Regions from separate parts of the Sus scrofa genome. Here region 1 is linked to region 2. Evidence: chromatin contacts called from public promoter capture Hi-C data. All regions are on one chromosome and are shown on one strand. Each heading gives the region's core, a stretch centred on a gene start, on an enhancer-like site or on the middle of the called end of the contact. The rest is flanking DNA. Distances are from core to core; before and after follow the strand shown. Region 1 holds the start of HMGB2 (high mobility group box 2). Region 2 holds the start of CTSB (cathepsin B).

Region 1 (4,454 bases), core at 701-3,200, 1.7 Mb after region 2:
TTAGGGAAGTACGGAAGGAAAATGAAGTCTTGGAATGGAGGATAAAAGTAGATTATAGAAATGTCTTCCTGTTCTCTGCTGTGATGAGATAAAGAATGGAAATTGGTATCAGAGGGGTTGGCTCCTTCTGTAGGTTGTTAAGAGAAGGATCTATTCCAGGCCTTTCTCCCTAGCTGGTAGATGGCCATCTTCTCCCCTTGTCTTTTCATATCATGTCTGTCTCTGTGGCCAAACCCACAGTTTTTACGAGGAAATCAATCATATTGGATTAGGGGCTCACCCAGGTATGATCTCACCTTATCTAATTACATGTGCATTGACCCTATTCTCATATAAAATCAGTTACAATTGTGCTATAAAAGCACAGAGAAATCCAAGTTGAAAAAATAAACCATACCATATTATTCAAATAGCAATAGAGATCACTAACGCATTATTTTCCAATTTACTTTTAAATTCAGTGGTATTAGGTACACGCACCACGTCGTGCAACTAACATCCATTTCCGTTTTCAAAAACCTAGTTTTTATCAGTAAATCTAGATAAACAGCTGCTGGAACTGAGGTTCTGCTGAGCATGAGGACTGTATACAAACCAAATAGGAGCACACAGTTTAACAAATGCCAGTGAATTTACGGAGGAAAGAGAGAATATTTAAAATCTGTTGAAACCAACTGTTTCTTAACAAACGGGCCAACAGAAAAAATAACCCTCAAAACTAAATGCAACACAGAGATAGCATGTCAGTCACCATGGTCCTACCCCGGGAAAGGCGGCTTGTGAGCTTTGAAGCGAAAAGTTAAGGTCGCTGGGCCGCGCTCTCACCAGACGCAGAAAGGAAGGTTCTTAACCTGGGCGGGGAGGAGTCTGTGAAGCGCCGCGGCCGCAGTTTGGCGCGTAAATGCTTCAGAGGGCGGGCAGCTTTCAAGGCCTTCCCGGGTGTCTCCGAGGGATCTCCGACACGGAAAAGGTTTTAAAAACGACCGCGTGGCAGAGACAAAACAGTGACCATCGCGGGGACAGCGAAACGGCCTAAGGCGGCGAGGAATGGAGGATGTCGCAGGGATCGGAGTCGGGGCAGCAACCGGGTGGGGATGGGAGGGATAGCCCAGCCCGAGGGTCACCGCCCAGGATCCGGCCCGGATGGAGGGGTGGAGCCAGGGGGATGCTTCCCACCCCTCCCGGCCCCGCCCTGCTCACCCCCGGCTAGACGCCGAGACAAAGTGGGGAATGAGGGGCCAAGTGTGGACTCCACGGGCGATTGGCCCCCGTGGGGGCGGGAACGGCTCCCCCACCCCTCCCAGGGTCTCGCCACCTGTCTTCCTCCGGTCCTACCCCAGCCTCAGCGACCGCCGGCGGGGCTGGTCGTCCGCCGCAGCGCAGGCTCCTCGGCCTCCCCATGTTATTCTCTGGACGGGGCAGGGACCACCACTCCGGGAGCCGGGACTGCGGCCGCTCTGGGGCGGGGGACCGACGGGACGCACCTCCCCGGCTACCTCAGCGTCAGCCAACCGAGCGGTGCCGGCTGGGTAGAGTAGACCCCGCGCTTTGAGACTCAGTATTTTTAAATCTGGCGGGGCTTCCCCGGCGGGCCAACCACGCCCCCCGCCTCCTGCCACAGCCAGTCAGCGCCAGGCCCGCCATTTTTCAAACCCTTTTCCGGCCGCCAATCAGGATCGGGCAGCACATTCCTCCCCCGACCGGTTCTAACGGGTCTGGGAGTTAACGACCCGGGCGACCCACCGAACCTGCTAGGCTGCGGCCGTGGGGACGGGCCTGGCGACACGTCGACCAATCGGAGGCCGCCGGGGCTAGGGGGCGGGGCCTCCTGGAGTTTGAATAATCCCCAGAGCCAATCGGAGCGTCGGGGGCGTGGCCTGCGGACCGGCTCGTCAAGTTGCCGTGGCGCGGAGCAGTCTGCAAAACAAGAGGCGGAGGATTGCGTTAGCGACAAACCAGTTCACGCCGGAGCCGCAGGTAGGCAGCGTCGCGGTCGGACCCGGCCGCTGCGCGGGAGCCTGAGGAGAAGCTACCACCAGGCAAGAGACCCCTCCGGGCCCCGGTGAGTGGCCGGCCGTCCCCCTTCCCTCCCGGACGGCCCGGACGCCGCAGCTGTCGGGGCTGGCCCCGCGGGCGGGATCTGGGTGCGGTCCGGAGGGCCGCGCTGTGGAGGCGGGAAGCCCGGCCGCCCGTTCGGGCGTGTTTTGAACGCGGGGTCCGAGGCGGCAGGTGGGAATGGGGCTCGCGGCGTGGAAGCCAGAGCTTTCCTGTCAGGGCGGAGGGGCCTCGCGGGGCGTCGCGGCCCGGGCCGAGGGGCGGGGGGCCTTTGGGCGGGAAGCTGCCCCGCCCGGCCTCCCGCCAGCGCCCGGCCGCGCTCTCCCGCCAGGTGGACGCGTCGTCGCCGGCGCCGCAGCACCATGGGGAAGGGCGACCCCAACAAGCCGCGGGGCAAGATGTCCTCGTACGCCTTCTTCGTGCAGACCTGCCGGGAGGAGCACAAGAAGAAACACCCCGATTCCTCGGTCAACTTCGCCGAGTTCTCCAAGAAGTGCTCCGAGCGATGGAAGGTGGGCGCGGGCCCCCACCCGGCTCCCGGGCTCCGTGCACGGGCAGGTGGCGGTGACTCGCTTCGGTGTTTATAGTCGTGTGTTTTTCCTGCCCTTTTCATGCCCACAGACTATGTCTGCCAAGGAAAAGTCCAAGTTTGAAGATATGGCAAAAAGTGACAAAGCTCGCTATGACCGGGAGATGAAAAATTACGTCCCTCCCAAGGGTGACAAGAAGGGCAAGAAAAAAGATCCCAATGCTCCCAAAAGGCCTCCGTGAGTTTATTTTAAAACCGACAGAATTACTCCCTTGCTCTTTCATTCAGTGTATTAAACCTCTGTTCCTTCCTTTTAGATCTGCCTTCTTCCTGTTTTGCTCTGAACATCGCCCAAAGATCAAAAGTGAACACCCTGGCTTATCCATTGGGGATACTGCAAAGAAATTGGGTGAAATGTGGTCTGAGCAGTCAGCCAAAGATAAACAACCGTATGAACAGAAAGCAGCTAAGCTAAAGGAAAAATATGAAAAGGTATGTTGTCTTAATTTTTTCCAGGCAAGTTTGAAATAAAGTAGGTATTTTCTAAATGAGTATGATAGAAATAGGTAGAAACTGTACACACATAGTTTGGTTATCAGCTTTGTTTTGAAAAGGTCTAATGAGAATTGTATGCTTAAGCAGCATAAACTAACTGAAACCTTTCTTTTTGGACTGAAACCAATGTTTGTAGCACTGGTAGATTGCTGCATTCAAGACTCCACTTGTAGTATAGGTATGTAGTTAAGAGTGTGGAGGACCAAACAAAAGTATTGTTTTATGTGGATGTATCTAAAAAGAGAAGTTAGGGAAGGAGCTGGCTGTGTGAGGTAAACAGGTAAGGGTAGTGAAAGTACTGATATCAGTGTAATACACCCCCATTATTTTACATCATTAGCTTTCTAAGGCCCAGAGGGAATGCTCTCAAAATCAAATTTTAGACAGTCATCAGGGTTATTGGTCAATGATCTTAGATTGTTTACAACTTAGTGGTTTTCACGGTTGAGTAATGATACCGGATGCTGATTTTATTGCATTTTTTTTTTTTTGACAATATTTCAGGATATTGCTGCATACCGTGCCAAGGGTAAGGGTGAAGCAGGAAAGAAGGGCCCTGGCAGGCCAACAGGCTCTAAGAAGAAGAGTGAACCAGAAGATGAGGAGGAAGAGGAAGAGGAGGAAGAAGATGAAGACGAGGAGGAAGAAGATGAAGATGAGGAATAAATGGCTATCCTGTAATGTTGTGTGTGGAGTGTGTGTGTGTGCTCAGGCAATTATTTTGCTAAGAATGTGAATTCAAGTGCAGCTCAATATTAGCTTCAGTATAAAAACTGTACAGATTTTTGTATAGCTAATAAGATTCTTTGTAGAGAAAATACTTTTTTTAAAAGTGCAGGTTGCAGCTTTTTGAGGGGCTACTACATACAGTTAGATTTTAAAGCTTCTGATGTTGAATGTTTCTAAATATTTAATGGTTTCTTTAATTTCTTGTGTATGGTAACAGCAAACTCGTAGAAATAAGTATCAATAGCAAATTTTGGGTTTTCTAGAATGTTGCATTTTGTTTTTTAAAAAAAATTTTGTAATAAAATTATGTATATTATTTCTATTGTCTTTGTCTTATATGCTTACTTTTTATTTTAAGAAGATGGTCTGGAACCATGTCAACTTTTTAAATCACTCTGCCTAATAGTTCTTAGACATGGTTGACTTAGGAAAATACTTGGTTAAAACATGCCCATTTTATTCATATTTACAGAGTGTTTTTTGAAAATCAGATCTGGAATTTAAAAAACTTGAAAAATTTATGCAGTTTTATAAAATGAGTAAGTTTTGTTCTTGACGTTTACATGTTAACTTATTAACTAATTTG
Region 2 (4,263 bases), core at 343-2,842:
GGTGTTCCTGGAGCCTAAGGGCTTCTACCCTCACCACCTGACCAGTTCAGAAACAGGGCTGTCCTGACCCAGCATCATGGGAGGTACGTGGAGCCAGGGCTATGTCTGGCCGGCACTGCCCCTGGGCCTGTGAAGCCCCCAGGTAAGGGATCTGCACCTTTCCACTCAGCAGCACCCCAGCTCTGGGACCAATGCCCCCAATAGGTTGGGGCGAATCCTTTCGCCAGATGCCTTCAACTCTTTGAGAAAGTCACACAGAGTGAAGGCAGCCCAGCCCCTGATCTCTACAGAGCTTAAAGGCACTAGGTCACCATCACCAGCGCCAACAGGAAACAATTCTCCATGAAGTTAAGGATGTCAGGGAGAAAAGGAAAGTAGCCTTTACCGAACCAGACATCCTTCTAAGGCTCTTCCTCTTAGGGCTCTGCATCCATAGATTCAACTGAGGTGAACGCCCTTCAGCTGCATTCCCCTCTAGTGGAGACAGCTGAGGATCAGGCTTTCCAAAGGTCTCCCTTTGAACACCCCACCCCCACCCCCGCCCCCGCGTATGAGTTACTGTCCTCCCCACACCAGCCAACCGGCCTCCTCAGTCCCTGGGGACGGGATTGGGGCCCATTACGCAAGCAAATCCAACTCACGTCTACCTGGACAGCCCGCTGACTCCCCAAACTCAGCCACCCTAAGACGCTCCTTCTCCCAGGCTTCCAGGGTCATTAAGTGAGGGAGGAGGCGATGCCCAAGGACTCTGCCCTGCCTTCCCCTCCCCCACAGCACCATGGGCCCAAGCGGATTTCCCTTCCCTAGCAGTCCAGGAACAGAGTCTGCACCCCTCTCCCCTCCACTCCCCCAGGGTCCCGGGCCCTACAGTCTCCTGTCCCCCCCCCCCGCCCCAGTTTCTCCTCCCACCCAAGGATTTAACTCTTCCGGTGGGTCCCACCCTGCCCCACCCAGGGCCAGGTTCCAGCTTCCCAATTTCTGTCTTCTGGGGACCCTGGAACCGTGTGTAGTTGTGCAAACAAGCTGCCCGGGGAAAACCCTTTTGGAAAAAGAAAACATCTAAAGCGGACGCAGGCAAATAATATCCACTCAGCAATTTGCTGAGGAAACTGAGGCCCAGCAGCTCACAAGCGGCTCCCGGGGTGCAGCCGAAAGTCAGTGGGTCGGGGCTGAGCTTTTCCTCGCAGGCTCCTCCCTCGGGCTCCCCCGCAAACTGCCCAGCCCCGCCGTACTGCCCCACCCCACCCCTCACCCCGGCCCGACACCGCGGTCAGGCCGGCCCGGGGTCCGAACACAGCCGGAGCTGGGGTGGGGTCCGGCCGCATGCGTGGGGGTTGTTTTTGCTCTTCTCACCAGAGCCACGACCGGGAGTGCGCGGGGGCCGCCCAGCTCGCCTCTCCGTTTCCGCCGGCCCTGGGACACCGCCGGGGCCCGGCAGAGGTACAAGCCAGCCGGTCTCCCCATCCCTCTGCCCCAGGTCACTTCCGCCGGGGGGGCACCGCATCCGTACGCACTCACCGCGCTCCGCCGCCGCCGCCGCCGAGGGCCTAGGTCTGCAGCCTCCGAGCGCTCGGGCAGGTTCTGACGCCCGAACAGCCAGCCGCCTTAGCTTCCCAGAGCCGCCCCCGCGCTAAGTACCGCACCAGGCCCCGCCCGCGCCCTCCTCCGCCTGACTCGCCACGTGACCAGGGCAGCTGGCGCCGCGCCCCGCCCCCACCGGGTCCCCAGCAGCCTGGGAAGGGCTCAGAACCTTCCTCATCCGCCTGTACCCCTCAGTGCCCCAAGTTCTGCGTTCTGCGAGCGGAAGGGCACGCGAGGTGGGCCTGAGAGGGAGAGGGTCACCCCTCCTGGAGAAATTCCCTGGGGCCGAGGGGGTCTGGGCCCAGCGCAGCAGAGGACACGGATCCCTGCTTGGGACAGCTGTTCCTTATTTCATTCATTCAGAAACCACTGCCACAGATGGGGGTGTCATGACAGCAGGCCTCCCAGAAGAGCCTTAAAAGGCTGTTAGCTTGAATGTGCCTATCAGATGTTCTAGATATGTAAGAATTTTTAAGCGGTAGCTAAAACTAAATATAGAACTACCATATCCAGCAATCCCACTCCTGGGCCTGTATCCAGAAAACCATCCTAAAGATACCATGCACCCCAGTGTTCACTGGAGCACTATTTACAATAGCCAAGACATGGAAGTAACCTGAATGTCTATGAATAGAGGATTGGCTAAAGAAGACATAGTGTGGGAGTTCCCGCTGTGGTGCAGTGGGTTAAGAATCTGACTGCAGTAGCTTGGGTCCTTCTGGAGGTACGGCTTTGATCCCAGCCCAGCACAGTGGGTAAAGGATCCAGGGCTGATGCAGCTGCAGCTCGGATTCAGTCCCTGGCCTGGAACTTACATATACCGCAGATGCAGCTGTGGGCGAAAAAAAGATGTGATACATATATGCAATGGACTATTACTCAGCCATTAAAAAAAAAAAAGAATGAAAAATGCCATTTGCAGCAACATGGATGGGCCTAGAAATGACCATACTAAGTGAAGTCAGAGAAAGAAATATATGAGATCACTAATATGTGGAATCTAATAAAAAATGATACAAAAGAACTTACAAAACAATTTGCTTTGAAAATCTTGAGTCTCTGATTACCAAAGGAGAGGTGGGGGGGGATAAAATAGGAAATTGGGATTGACATATATGCATTACTGTGTATAAAATAGAAAGGTGACAAGGACATACTTTATAGCAGAGGGATATCTACACAATACTGTATAGAGATATATGGGAAAAGAATCTGTGAATTTTTTCTTTTTAGGGCTGCCCTTGCAGCATATGGACATTCCCAGGCTAGCGGTCTAATGGGAGCCGCAGCTGCCCTGCCCACCTATGCCACAGGTTCAAGCTGTGTCCCTGATCCATGCCACAGCTCAAGGCAGAGGCCGGATCCTTAACCCATTGAGTGGGGCCAGGGCTTGGACTCGCATCGTCAAGGATACTGGTCAGGTTCCGTACCACTGAGCCACAACAGGAACTCCTGGGAAAATCTCAAAAGGAATGTATATGTGTATATGTATAACTGATTTACTTTGCTGTATACCTGAAACACAACTTTGGAAGTCAACATACTCCAATACGTTTTTTTAAAGGAGCAGATCAAAAAAATGAAATAAGAAATAGAAAGTTATTTAATTACCACTAATTTCAACAGCTGGTAGGAATTTCTATAGAGAAGGGCCTGAGAGGCAGAAATCTGAAATGGTGGTGCCAGGAGGTCTGTCCTGAAGAAGATGTACACAGCAAGCACACACTGTTGGAGTTTACTTGAGAGTGGGGGCAAGAGGAGTGCCTGTAAAGGGTGATGGAGATGGTTGGGGTGGTGGTGGCTCAAGACCCACCCCACTCCATGAATCCCCAGATGTTTCCAATACTCATGAAAATCTTGCAAGGTAGGTATGATCCTAGTTTTATTCCAGGGGCTCAGGAACGTCTGGCAATTTACCCTGGTGCTCCTGGTAATAAGAAAGCTGTAAGGTCTGGAACTTCCTGGATATCTGCTGCATCCTTGCACATGCCTGGCCATGAGCTGTGACACAGTCCTTGTGCCTGCCAGGACCCTTCAGAGAGCTTTCCAGACACATGTAGTTGCATCTCTTTGATCCCAGTTAAGAATAAGAGTGTGAGGGAGTCCCCACTGTGGCACAACAGGATTGGCAGCGTCTTGGGAGCCCTGGGACGCAGGTTTAATTCTGGGGAACTCCATATGCTTCAGAGTGGCCCAAAAGAAAACAGCAACAACAGCAAAACAAAGAATTCGAGTGAAAGGAAAAAAAGACTCAGAGCCACACAAGGTTGCTACACCCTCAACTGTGTGCAGTTTCCAAGGAACATACAGCAATAGTGGGATGAAGAGACTCCGGATTGCAAGTCAATGTTTTGCCCCTTCACCTCCCACATGACCTCAGTCATTCTTGACTTCCATGACTGTGCTCATTGAGAGGAGGCACAAGTGGAGAGGACACACATAATTGTGATACATCTCTTCCTGTCTCTCTCACCTTTAGAGCACGACAATTGGAGGGCTGAGTGCTTTCCATGCCTTCTCTCAGTCTTATGGAATTCTGGATTCGTGCCATTAAAGAGGTAGAAGTCACTTCACAATAGAACAAACAAACAAACAAACAAAAAAAAACAAGTACTACTAGAGCAGACTTGAACTCTTCCTGGGGTGTCCAGCAGTGCTTCGTGGACAGGGGAACACAATTTT

What was found. Promoter capture Hi-C pulls out the DNA fragments that hold promoters and counts their contacts.
Region 1: a contact with region 2 is called in a promoter capture Hi-C map of fetal liver, with 5 times the contacts expected there. The contact joins the promoter of HMGB2 here to the promoter of CTSB in region 2. A contact is called at or near these places in 1 of 5 promoter capture datasets (fetal liver) and 1 of 2 datasets of contacts at active chromatin or transcription factors (alveolar macrophages).

The regions. Positions count from the first base shown.
Region 1 is chr14:16,708,101-16,712,554 of Sscrofa11.1, forward strand. It overlaps HMGB2 (high mobility group box 2), which reads left to right and starts at 1,951. Exons shown (of 5, transcript NM_214063.1): 1 at 1,951-2,062; 2 at 2,387-2,567; 3 at 2,677-2,822; 4 at 2,902-3,076; 5 at 3,644-4,183. The coding sequence starts at 2,418. The coding sequence ends at 3,805. LOC106507243 (a long non-coding RNA gene) reads right to left here and starts at 1,329. Exons shown (of 4, transcript XR_001303102.2): 1 at 763-1,329.
Region 2 is chr14:15,033,159-15,037,421 of Sscrofa11.1, forward strand. It overlaps CTSB (cathepsin B), which reads right to left and starts at 1,593. Exons shown (of 10, transcript NM_001097458.1): 1 at 1,519-1,593.